Regions from separate parts of the Mus musculus genome. Here all the other regions are linked to region 1. A link is a contact called in public Hi-C and capture Hi-C data. All regions are on one chromosome and are shown on one strand. Each heading gives the region's core, a stretch centred on a gene start, on an enhancer-like site or on the middle of the called end of the contact. The rest is flanking DNA. Distances are from core to core; before and after follow the strand shown.

The links. A called contact is a pair of places that touch in the nucleus more often than the background predicts. Capture Hi-C pulls out chosen DNA fragments and counts their contacts.
Region 2: a capture Hi-C map of embryonic stem cells shows a contact between it and region 1, with 2.3 times the contacts expected there. The contact joins the promoter of Stk31 here to the promoter of Gimap9 in region 1. A contact is called at or near these places in 2 of 39 promoter capture datasets (the 3T3-L1 cell line and hippocampal neurons), 1 of 115 datasets of contacts at active chromatin or transcription factors (embryonic stem cells) and 1 of 9 other capture datasets (embryonic stem cells).
Region 3: a contact with region 1 is called in a Hi-C map of B cells, with 5 read pairs. The contact joins the promoter of Zfp956 here to the promoter of Gimap9 in region 1. A contact is called at or near these places in 1 of 484 Hi-C or Micro-C datasets (B cells) and 2 of 115 datasets of contacts at active chromatin or transcription factors (memory CD8 T cells and pro-B cells).

What each region holds. Positions count from the first base shown.
Region 1 is chr6:48,674,710-48,677,737 of GRCm38.p6, reverse strand. It overlaps Gimap9 (GTPase, IMAP family member 9), which reads right to left and starts at 1,603. Exons shown (of 2, transcript NM_174960.2): 1 at 1,484-1,603; 2 at 1-296. The coding sequence starts at 257. It overlaps Gm46958 (a long non-coding RNA gene), which reads left to right and starts at 929. Exons shown (of 2, transcript XR_001785233.2): 1 at 929-1,203; 2 at 1,714-1,906.
Region 2 is chr6:49,393,966-49,397,066 of GRCm38.p6, reverse strand. Stk31 (serine threonine kinase 31) reads right to left here and starts at 1,463. Exons shown (of 24, transcript NM_029916.2): 1 at 1,383-1,463. The coding sequence starts at 1,432.
Region 3 is chr6:47,951,661-47,954,851 of GRCm38.p6, reverse strand. Zfp956 (zinc finger protein 956) reads right to left here and starts at 1,462. Exons shown (of 5, transcript NM_178898.4): 1 at 1,270-1,462. The coding sequence starts at 1,293. Zfp783 (zinc finger protein 783) reads right to left here. Exons shown (of 6, transcript NR_027963.1): 6 at 303-3,191.

The DNA.
Region 1 (3,028 bases), core at 354-2,853:
AGAACGCAGCGGCTGATCTCGAAACATGTGGTTTTCATGGTCTCCTTGGTGTCAAAGAGCCCAGGAGTGTCGACTACAACAAGGTTTTTCCCCTTCCACTCCCTGTATGCTCTCTGGCAGGTCTTGGTAACAGCATTGGCACAAATCTTAGAATCAAATTGACGTCTCCCGAGGATGGTGTTGGCTGTAGCACTCTTCCCATTTCCAGTCTTCCCTACCAGAATGATCCTCACTTCAGTGTCTCCCTGGCCAGCCATGTCAAGGCAAGCTGACTCTAAAGATCTGAATGCACAGATCTTAAGGAAGGAGAAGAGAGGAAAATTACCTATTAGACAAATGGAAAGCACTCCCGATCCTTTCTTTTTTTCCTTTTCTCCTGAAATTTTGCAGTGTTCTATAGTTTTAAAAGGCTGATGATCTGGATATCATTTAGGCTGTTCCTGATGGCATGGACAGGCTGTCTCTAGTCCTGCTACCGCCTTCATGCCAATATTGGAACAGATGTTCCTGGCTCATGCCCAATGCCAGGTCTGGGAAATGAGTGCGCCCAAATCGTTACTGTGCCAAATACCTGAAAGCCCAGGATGACTATAGAGGTCAACAGCTTACTATATATTTTATGACGACCTAGGAGAGGCATTCAAGGACTCAAACATAAAGAAAGTGTAAGGAAGGCAGGGGCAGGTAGGATCTCAGTGAGTTCAAGGCCAGCCTGGTCTATAGAGTGAGTTTCAGGACAGGCAAGGCTATACAGAGAACCCCTATCTCAGACCAAAGAGAGAGGGGGAGGGGGAGGGGGGAGGGGGGAGGAAGGGAGGGAGGGAGAGAGAGAGAGAGGGAGAGAGAGGAATTGTTCATCTCCCCTGCTTTGACTGGTACACAGTTAATATGTTAATTATTACAGTTAAATATCACACTGAAGCCAGAAATATGCTCACTTATCATGTTAATAAACATGAAACAAAACCCCCAAGACAGTTAAAACAATCCTGCATAACAAAAGAACTGGCAGAAGTGTCACCACTTCACCTCAGAGTGTACTACAGAGACATAATAAAGAGAAAGCAACAGACAAGATGCAAAACAAGACTCGGAGCCCCTAGACTACACTGTGGCTTCAGCAGCCCTCCGTCAAGCCAAGGGTCACACAGCCACACATGCAAATCTGTCTGTTGTACAATTAAGAGGAGTCAGCACATTGAGGTAAGAAAAAATGAATTAAACATGATCTGAGTTCTCTCCCAACTCTAACGAACCTGCCTTGGGGGACACAGAACTTTCTATAAAGGGCACCAGGCCCTCTGTGACCTTCCCCACAGACACACTGCAACGCATCAGTTCATCTCCTTATATCTCTTAGCCTCCACCCCTCCCCCCAGCAGCTTCCTCCCTGTGCAGACACAATACTTCCACCCCCATAGATGCTCCATTCGCCCTCCCTCTCACAGCTCCCTCGCTCCAGGTCTCTTCCAGCCAGACTCACCTTCTTCTGCAACAGTTAATGAGAGTTCAGGATCTCTCCAAGGAACCAATTTGACCTGGTTCAAGTTTTCTACTGAACTATGAAGTAAAACTTCCCTCATTCCCTGACAGGAAGTTCTATGGGTGGAGCCAATTGTAGCTTCCCCCCCCCCCCCCCCCAGCCTGAAGCGGGCGGGTACAGACCTTGTTGCCTCGGAGGTGGGGCCACCTGCGGTGCAACTTTCTGACTAGGCTGGCTCCTTTTGAAGAGACAACTGCCCTGCTCTTCTGCTACCTGCTCAGAGGCTGAACCTGTCTTCCTGAGACATTCCTGGCGACCGCGTGCTGACAGAATGGCTCCAGGCACGGAGAATGAACTGGCAGTGGGGATGGGCCTTCCCCCTTATAAGCACACTCTCTTAGTAAACTCAACTCGCGGGCCTGATCAGAGAAATTTTTGTCTTGGCTTCATTATCTTTTCTCACAGTCTAAGTCTCTTTCAGCCCCAGCCTGCCTCCCAGGTGCACCCCGTTCATGTAGGCCGCGGGCCGGCTTACAACAGGAGCCAATGAAGAAACCATTTGCTTTTAAAGAAACAGAAATATTTTCTTGTAATTTAATAGGTGCTTCAGCTCTGTCAAGTTGAAGCCTTTTCTCTGTATGTCTATTATAATGCCAAACGTTTCTAAATATTTTTTTATTATTATTGTTTGGTTTTTTTTTTTTTTTTTTTTTTTTAGATTACTGATGTGTTTATAAAAAGATAACGAGAGAAGGAGGGATATGCTCTATGGAAGGTGTAGTGAGGTATGGGAGGAGTTGTCCCAGCAGTCCCATTCCAAGGCATCACTTGTTCCTGAGGGACCAGCCACACGACGGTATAATATAGAATAGAGTTTATTCAGGGCATGGGGAGGGAAGTCAAGAGGGTAGAAGAAGCAGAGAAACGCAGAGGGGTTAGAGAGTACAGAAGTAAAGGCCAGCCATGGGCATGTGGAGAGAGCGGGGCAGGGGCGAGGGGATGGAATGGGGAAGGGACAAGGGAGCAGATAGCAAGAAGAGAAGAGCAAGAGCGGGAGAAGGGGGCAAGCAGCCCCTTTTATAGTGGGTGAGGCCTACCTGGCTGTTGTCAGGGAATTGTGGGGTGGAGTTTAGACAGAATGCTAACAATTACAGTCTCAGGTAGCCCAACCTACAGTTGAACTCACAGTGTGTGGAGGATGACCTTGAACTGAAAGCTGAGAACCTGGTAATTACTCAGTCCTTGAAGCTAGATACCTCAACAGTTGGAGTTGTCTCAAGATTGTTGGTTCCCAAGGCAGACAAGAGATGGTAGGTAGAGCATTGCCCATACCCTGGACTTCTCTCAGAGAGCTGGGCAGGAGGGTGGCTGCTCCCTACCCAAATCAGGCATGGGCCTACTCAACTTTTTAAGTTAAGAATCAGTTAAGCTTCTGATTCCCTGCCAGAGAACTGGCTTAACATTTGCCTGACTTCAGTCAAGTCTGCATATGCAAATTAGGTGTTTCCTCCCTTGTTCTTTTTTTTTTTTTTTTTTTTTTTTTTT
Region 2 (3,101 bases), core at 214-2,713, 720 kb before region 1:
CGCACTCTCCACCCTCCAAAGCTGGGGGGTGTGGTTAGAGCATTGGTTTGTCCTTCAACTTTAAGGTAATTCTACACATTCCAATAAATAGGGGAAAAACAATTTTTCACAAAACTGCCCTTAAAACGTAGGGTACATGCCATGGTTTGAGACTCATTTTTTGAGAGCTTTTAGATCATCCAAGAACATCTAATCTACATCAAGGTTTCAAATGCTCTCAACTATGAAAAGAGTAATTAACTCATCACAGCAAATAATGGAGCTTATTTATAGGAATTTAAAACTTGCAAATTTTGTCTAGCTTAATTTTTTTTCAAATAACATCACTGAATCATCTTCAAATCTGGGATCCTTTAAAAAGTAGTTTTAAAATTCAGCTGTGGAGAAGCTGTTTTAAAAAAAAAAAATGGAAACAACAATATGAACTAAGCAGTACCCCGGAGCTCTTGTCTCTAGCTGCATATGTATCAAAAGATGGCCTAGTCGGCCATCACTGCAAAGAGAGGCCCATTGGACTTGCAAACTTTATATGCCCCAGTACAGGGGAACGCCAGGACCAAAAAGGGGGAGTGGGTGGGTAGGGGAGTGGGGGTGGGTGGGTATGGGGGACTTTTGGGATAGCATTGGAAATGTAAACGAGCTAAATACCTAATAAAAAATGGAAAAAAATTTTTTTTAAAAAATGGAGTCTTTTAGTGAGAAAGAATATTTCTCTGGAAAACACTATTGTTTGCTTGGTTGGTTGGTTGGTTCTTGGTTGTTTTCGGTTTTTTGAAGACAGGTTTCTCAGTAGCTGTCCTGAACTCTCTCTGTAGACCAGGCTGGCCTCAAACTCAAAGATCTGCCTGCCTCTGCCTCCCGAATGGAGTAGGATTAAGACATGTGTTACCACTGTCACGGGCACAGAAAAAATTAAAAGTTTACTTTGGAAATCCTGCCACTTGTTTTAAGAAACTGGTTTTCTAGCCTTATTTTAAATCGTTGTTAAAAGACTTGCCAAGGAACTGTAGTGACTTTAAGCAGAGGTGGAGGGCACGACGGCGAATTCAAATCTCGCCTTGAAATGGGCCAAGGTGAGGTAAAGATGCTGGCTTTCTGGGGGGCCTGGAAGGCTAAAACCACAGACGTCGCCAGAGGGGAAGAAAGTCGTCCACACAGTGGGTCTGCGGGCAGCTCACCGAGATTTGTCCACACAGTGGGTCTGCGGGCAGCTCACCAAGATTTGTCCACACAGTGGGTCTGCGGGCAGCTCACCGAGAAGCTGCGGCGCCTTCGAGCTCGCCGGAAGTAGGCCTCAGCCCAGACCTAAAACGCCAGCAGCGTGGACAAGAACACCCTGGGAGCGGCCCCTGTCGCCCTCGCCACCAAAGACTACCACTGACCTTACACTTTGCGCCACAGCCGTCCCAGCAAAGAGCCGCTGGCCCCACATACCAGGCGCTCCACCCTCAGCCCTCCAGCCCTCAGGCCAGCCCTTGGCGCCGCTTACCGCCGAGCTTCCACGCCTCAGGGCACGCACTGCGCCTGCGCATGCGCGAGGTGCTGCTGCGCTATAGCGGAGGGAGCGCAGCCCTGGTCACGTGGGTGGCCGGCCTCAAGGCCTCGAGCGCAGCCAGGCCGCCCACGGTCCACGCACGCGCTCCGCTCTGCTCCCGAAAGCAGCAGCCTGGCCCTGTGTGCAGTCAGTTTATAGGAGGGCGCCCCACACCCCGCCAGTGATGTAAGACCGTGACATGAAGTTGCGTGGGTCTTCCTAATTTGTACCTCGAGATTTAAACTTTTTTTTTTTTAAAAGCCAAAATTGGGACAAACTGGATATTCTTTTCCCAAAGAAAAGAATACCGTAATAAGTGACAATATCATTTTATAGATCAATAGCTTTACACATATTTCTCCCCAAACTTCGCATCCACATCAAACATTGCAGGGGACAGCAGGGATCGGTGGGGACTGGGATGGGATAGGGTTATAGGCAAGTTATTACACTTGGAGGAAACATTGCACAGCTAAAAACCATCTCTATCTAGTTCTTTTGTTTTGCAAAGGAATGAATTAAAACCAAGGCCTCACGAAAGATCACTACCAAGGAGCCCTCCATTTAATTTCTAAAGCTTAAAGTATAATTTGCATAGACTACAGATATTAAAGTGTAAAGTATTTTAATATTTTTATACATCACTGAAGTCATCCCCATAATAAAACATTTCCATCAACCTCAAAAGTTTCTTCATGTTGTTTACATTAACTGGCCCTCCTTATGTACCTTTCTGTTTCTTGTAACTGAACGTTAATTCTTTTTTTTTTTTTTTCTAAAACTGTTGACAGAATCACACATAAAGACCATTTTATTTGCCTTCTTTCAAATGGCATGGGTATCTTAAGATAATTCCACCTGTTTTCTTCTATATATCAACAGCTTGTAACTTCCCAGGTACTAGTCCACTGTGGATGCCTAACAGGTTTTCTACATTTCTGGGTAGAAGGGTTGTTTTGACTTTAGACTTCTCTCAAATAAAGCTGTTATGGCCTTCAATTCTTTCCGTGGACATACCCTTTCATTTCTTTTGGGCTAATGTCCCCTAGTGGATGGTTAAATGGTAGAAGAGTGTACAAGAAGTTGCCAGACTATTTAACAAAGAAGCTACTCTAATTTATATTACCACCATCAAAGTTTATATATTCTAGTTGCAAGGCTGAAGAAATGCCTCAGTAGTTAAAAGTAATGTCTGGTCTTCCAGAGGTCCTAGGTTTTGTTCCCAGAACCCACCCATTTGGCAGCTCACAAAGGTCTACTCCAGTTCCAGGGAATCCAACAGCCTCTCTGACTGCCTCAGGCACAAGTGTTGCACAGACATAAATGCAGGCAAAACTCTGATACATATTAAATAAAAATAAATCTTTAAAACCTAATAAAAATTAAAAAGTAATAACTGGTTGTTCCATAGCTTCACCATCACTTAATATGATCACTGTTTTTAATTTTAAATATTTTGTATATAGTGGAGGGACTTCCTTGAGGTTGTTTGCATTTATTTATCTACCAAATAAAAACATTGGGTATCTTTGTGTTGTTGTTGTTGTTGTTGTTGTATGTTTATTTT
Region 3 (3,191 bases), core at 213-2,712, 720 kb after region 1:
CTCTCAGGTAACCTCAGCTTGTTTCAAGTTGGACACTAGGTCTCTGTGACTGAGACACCTCAACAAACAGCCCCGAACAGTCACTACAGTGCCCTGAACAGTCACTTTACTGGAAGCTAGATCTTAGATGCCAGTAGGCAGTGGCAGAGAAAGCTGAAAGCCAGCATCTTAGTCAAAAGAAGGGGGGTAATGTCACCATGCATAACTGTAAATAAAATGCGGAGCTGTGGGGACTACAGATAAATCCTGGAACTTCCCTCTATCTCTAAGGTGGTCAAACAGAAAAAGCACTCAGGGTGTATGACATTTATTATATATTGTATTACCAATAAACATGAAGGTTCCTGACTATTGGTCAGAATGTGTTATATGTTCTAAACCAAAGACTGTAACGAATACAATTTTGTGACATTAAACTTCCCCCAAGATATCTTCCATAAAAAAGACACAGCAAAGTGTCCCACACAGTAAGATACTTGTCACTAGAAACTTCTCTCTTCCTCACTCCATCCTGAGGTCTGTGACCACTGACCCATACAACAAAATGTGGTTGGGAGGAGGCAGTCTTCACACATAAAGGTCAAATATCTTCGTCTCTCTGGGATCCTTTGCCACAAATCTAACACCAAGAAATGTCTTTGAAGTCACTGCAAAGCTATTGCTAGCAGGAGATGCCTCCTACCTTCAGGGACTGTAAATCTCATCTCAGTAGTTCACTCACCTGAACCTAAAACACGCCTACCCAACGTTTTCTATAACACTGATTCCCTAACTAGTTGCAGTAGGAAAGTCTTCCCGGTGTTCATCAAAAAACAACAAGCGAGGAAGTATGTATCTACTCTTAATAGAATCGAATTCAGGCCCGAAAGGCCGTGGAACCCTCCCTCCTAGGCAGGAGCTAGATTCTAGGTCCCAGGACCAAGAGGGCTAACTGGAGGGGGCCTTAGCTCGGGATTTGATCGGAGATGGCTAATACTTGCGAGATGGAGCAAAGAGGTCCTGGAAAAAAGGAGTCGTGGAGTAAAAACGACCGCAGCCGGTGCACCGGGCCCAGATATTTCCTGGTGAAGCTCAACGGCCGTATATTACAAATGATCAAACCCGTGGCAAAGGAGACAAGGACTTAATCATGTGGCAACAGACCTCCTAGTCCTCCTCCCTGACTACCTGGCTGAGCTCTACCCAATTTTAGGAGGTGGTAAGATGTCCTCCCGGCGAATTCAGGAACCGCTTCACATCCCCCACATGATCGGTAAGGGCCACCCTTACCGGTGCAGCGGCCGCCTCAGTCATGGCTGCGCGCGATTCTGCTTCGTCTTGTTGTAGCCGCTGTGTCCCCTACAGGCGGCCCTTCCTGGCCTCACGATACAGAATCAGGATGGTCGTCTTGGACGCAGTTGGCAGTTTGAGACCTAGACGTCCTCGCTGCTCCCGCGGCAGAAACGCAGGCCACACCCTCCACAAGGCGGCTCCCCATTGGCTAGCCCTGGAGGTTCCGCCCCTGACGGTAGAGAAGCCAGACTCTATTGGCTAGCTGGGAGCACAAGCTGCATAGCGTTCGCTAGCGTTTCGTCTCAGCCCCGCAGGTGTGAGCACTAGGTGTTGAGCTCCGTTCACCTTTGAGCTGTAGAGCCACGCCAACCACTAGGGTCACATGTTGAGACTCCCCAGAACAAACTAGGCCACAAACACGCAGCTACATTTTCCAGTGTATTTATAGAGCACCGATTAAGTTAATATTTCCACCTCCATGGTTCTTAGGGCCTTGTAACCAACCCAACCATATCTTTGTTTTACAAAATAAGTCATCAGAATCTGGGATCCAACGTCTTTGAGCTCAGGCAACCATGCAGCCTTTGTTCATTCTTAACTCAAAATACTCTTTAACCTGTCCTATTGAATTTCAGGTTAAATGCAGTAAGCCCAGTTGTGCATAATGGCACAAGCAAGGAAATCCTAGTAGGTAGATAGAGGTAGGGGAAAAAAATTCACTGCAAGCCCAAGGCGAGCCAGGATTATACAGCGCCTCTTCCCCCACCCCAGCACTTGGATTTGTGCTTCAAATATGAATACTTGTTTTCCAGAGAACATCTAAAGCATTAGAAGAGAGGCCTAGGAACCCCCAGAACAGCAACATGAGTGCTTGCAGCGGAGGATTAAGTTTGGGGCAGCTATACTGTCCACGTTCAGTCTGAGCGCTTACTGACAACTGCTGTCTTGCTTGCAGGGCCTAAACAACGGTTGGGTGTGCAGGCAAGTAACGTCCAGAACCATGGCTGCATGCCACAGTCTTGCCAGTCATACCCCTACCCTGGGAATGACGGCAGTGTCACCCTCTGCCTCGTCTGTGCAGGACTTCTGAGTGGCTACAGAGTCTGCAGGACTTTAGCAATAGCACAGCCAGGGATGAAGGCACCTGGGAGCCTTCATGTGCTCTGGTGTCTGAGTGCCAAACAAGAGAGCAAACTATCAGAATTGGAATCCATCACCCAGCTCCAGAAGCTCCACAAGGCTGTCCCCAAGGTGCTGTGACAAAGAGGCACATGAAGCACCCGCTCTCATGACTTTGAGGCATGACACTATCACCTCAAATTCCTGGTCTGGAGCTTGTGCTTTTGAAGGGCCCCTAAAGTACCAACTCAGCTGGAAAGTGAAGGAACTTCCACCACTTGGCAGGCACAAGGGAAAGGCCCTGAGACAGTGCAGGTCCTGTCCTGTTCAGAGCTGGGCCCTTGCAGGGCTGGACTTCCCTGGAGGACAGAAAGCAAGAGGAAATGCAGGATTGTTTAGCCTCAGGAATGAGTCTGCATGTGGACAGCCAGGTGGTGGCTCCTTGCCACACTGGGGGCACTGATAGGAACGCTCACCAGTATGGATACACTGGTGACAAAAGAGGTCTGAGGGCCGGCGGGAGGCCTTGCCACAGTAGGGACAGGCAGGCCAGCTCTGCCTCTTGCCTGTGTGCTGATGCTGGTGTAATACCAGGCTCTTCTGTTGCTGAAAGGAGTGAAGACATTCACTACAGTGGTAAACTGTAGTTGCTGGCCTTTGTCTCATGAAGGCATGGCTTGTTGGAGACCGGTGGCTTGTGGGCTCCTCAGGTGGCCAGTGGATGACAGGGCCTGGCACCACCACTTTCTCTGGTTCCAGTGTGGAGTGGCTTTTCCCTGACCTAATAGGCAAGCCACTCC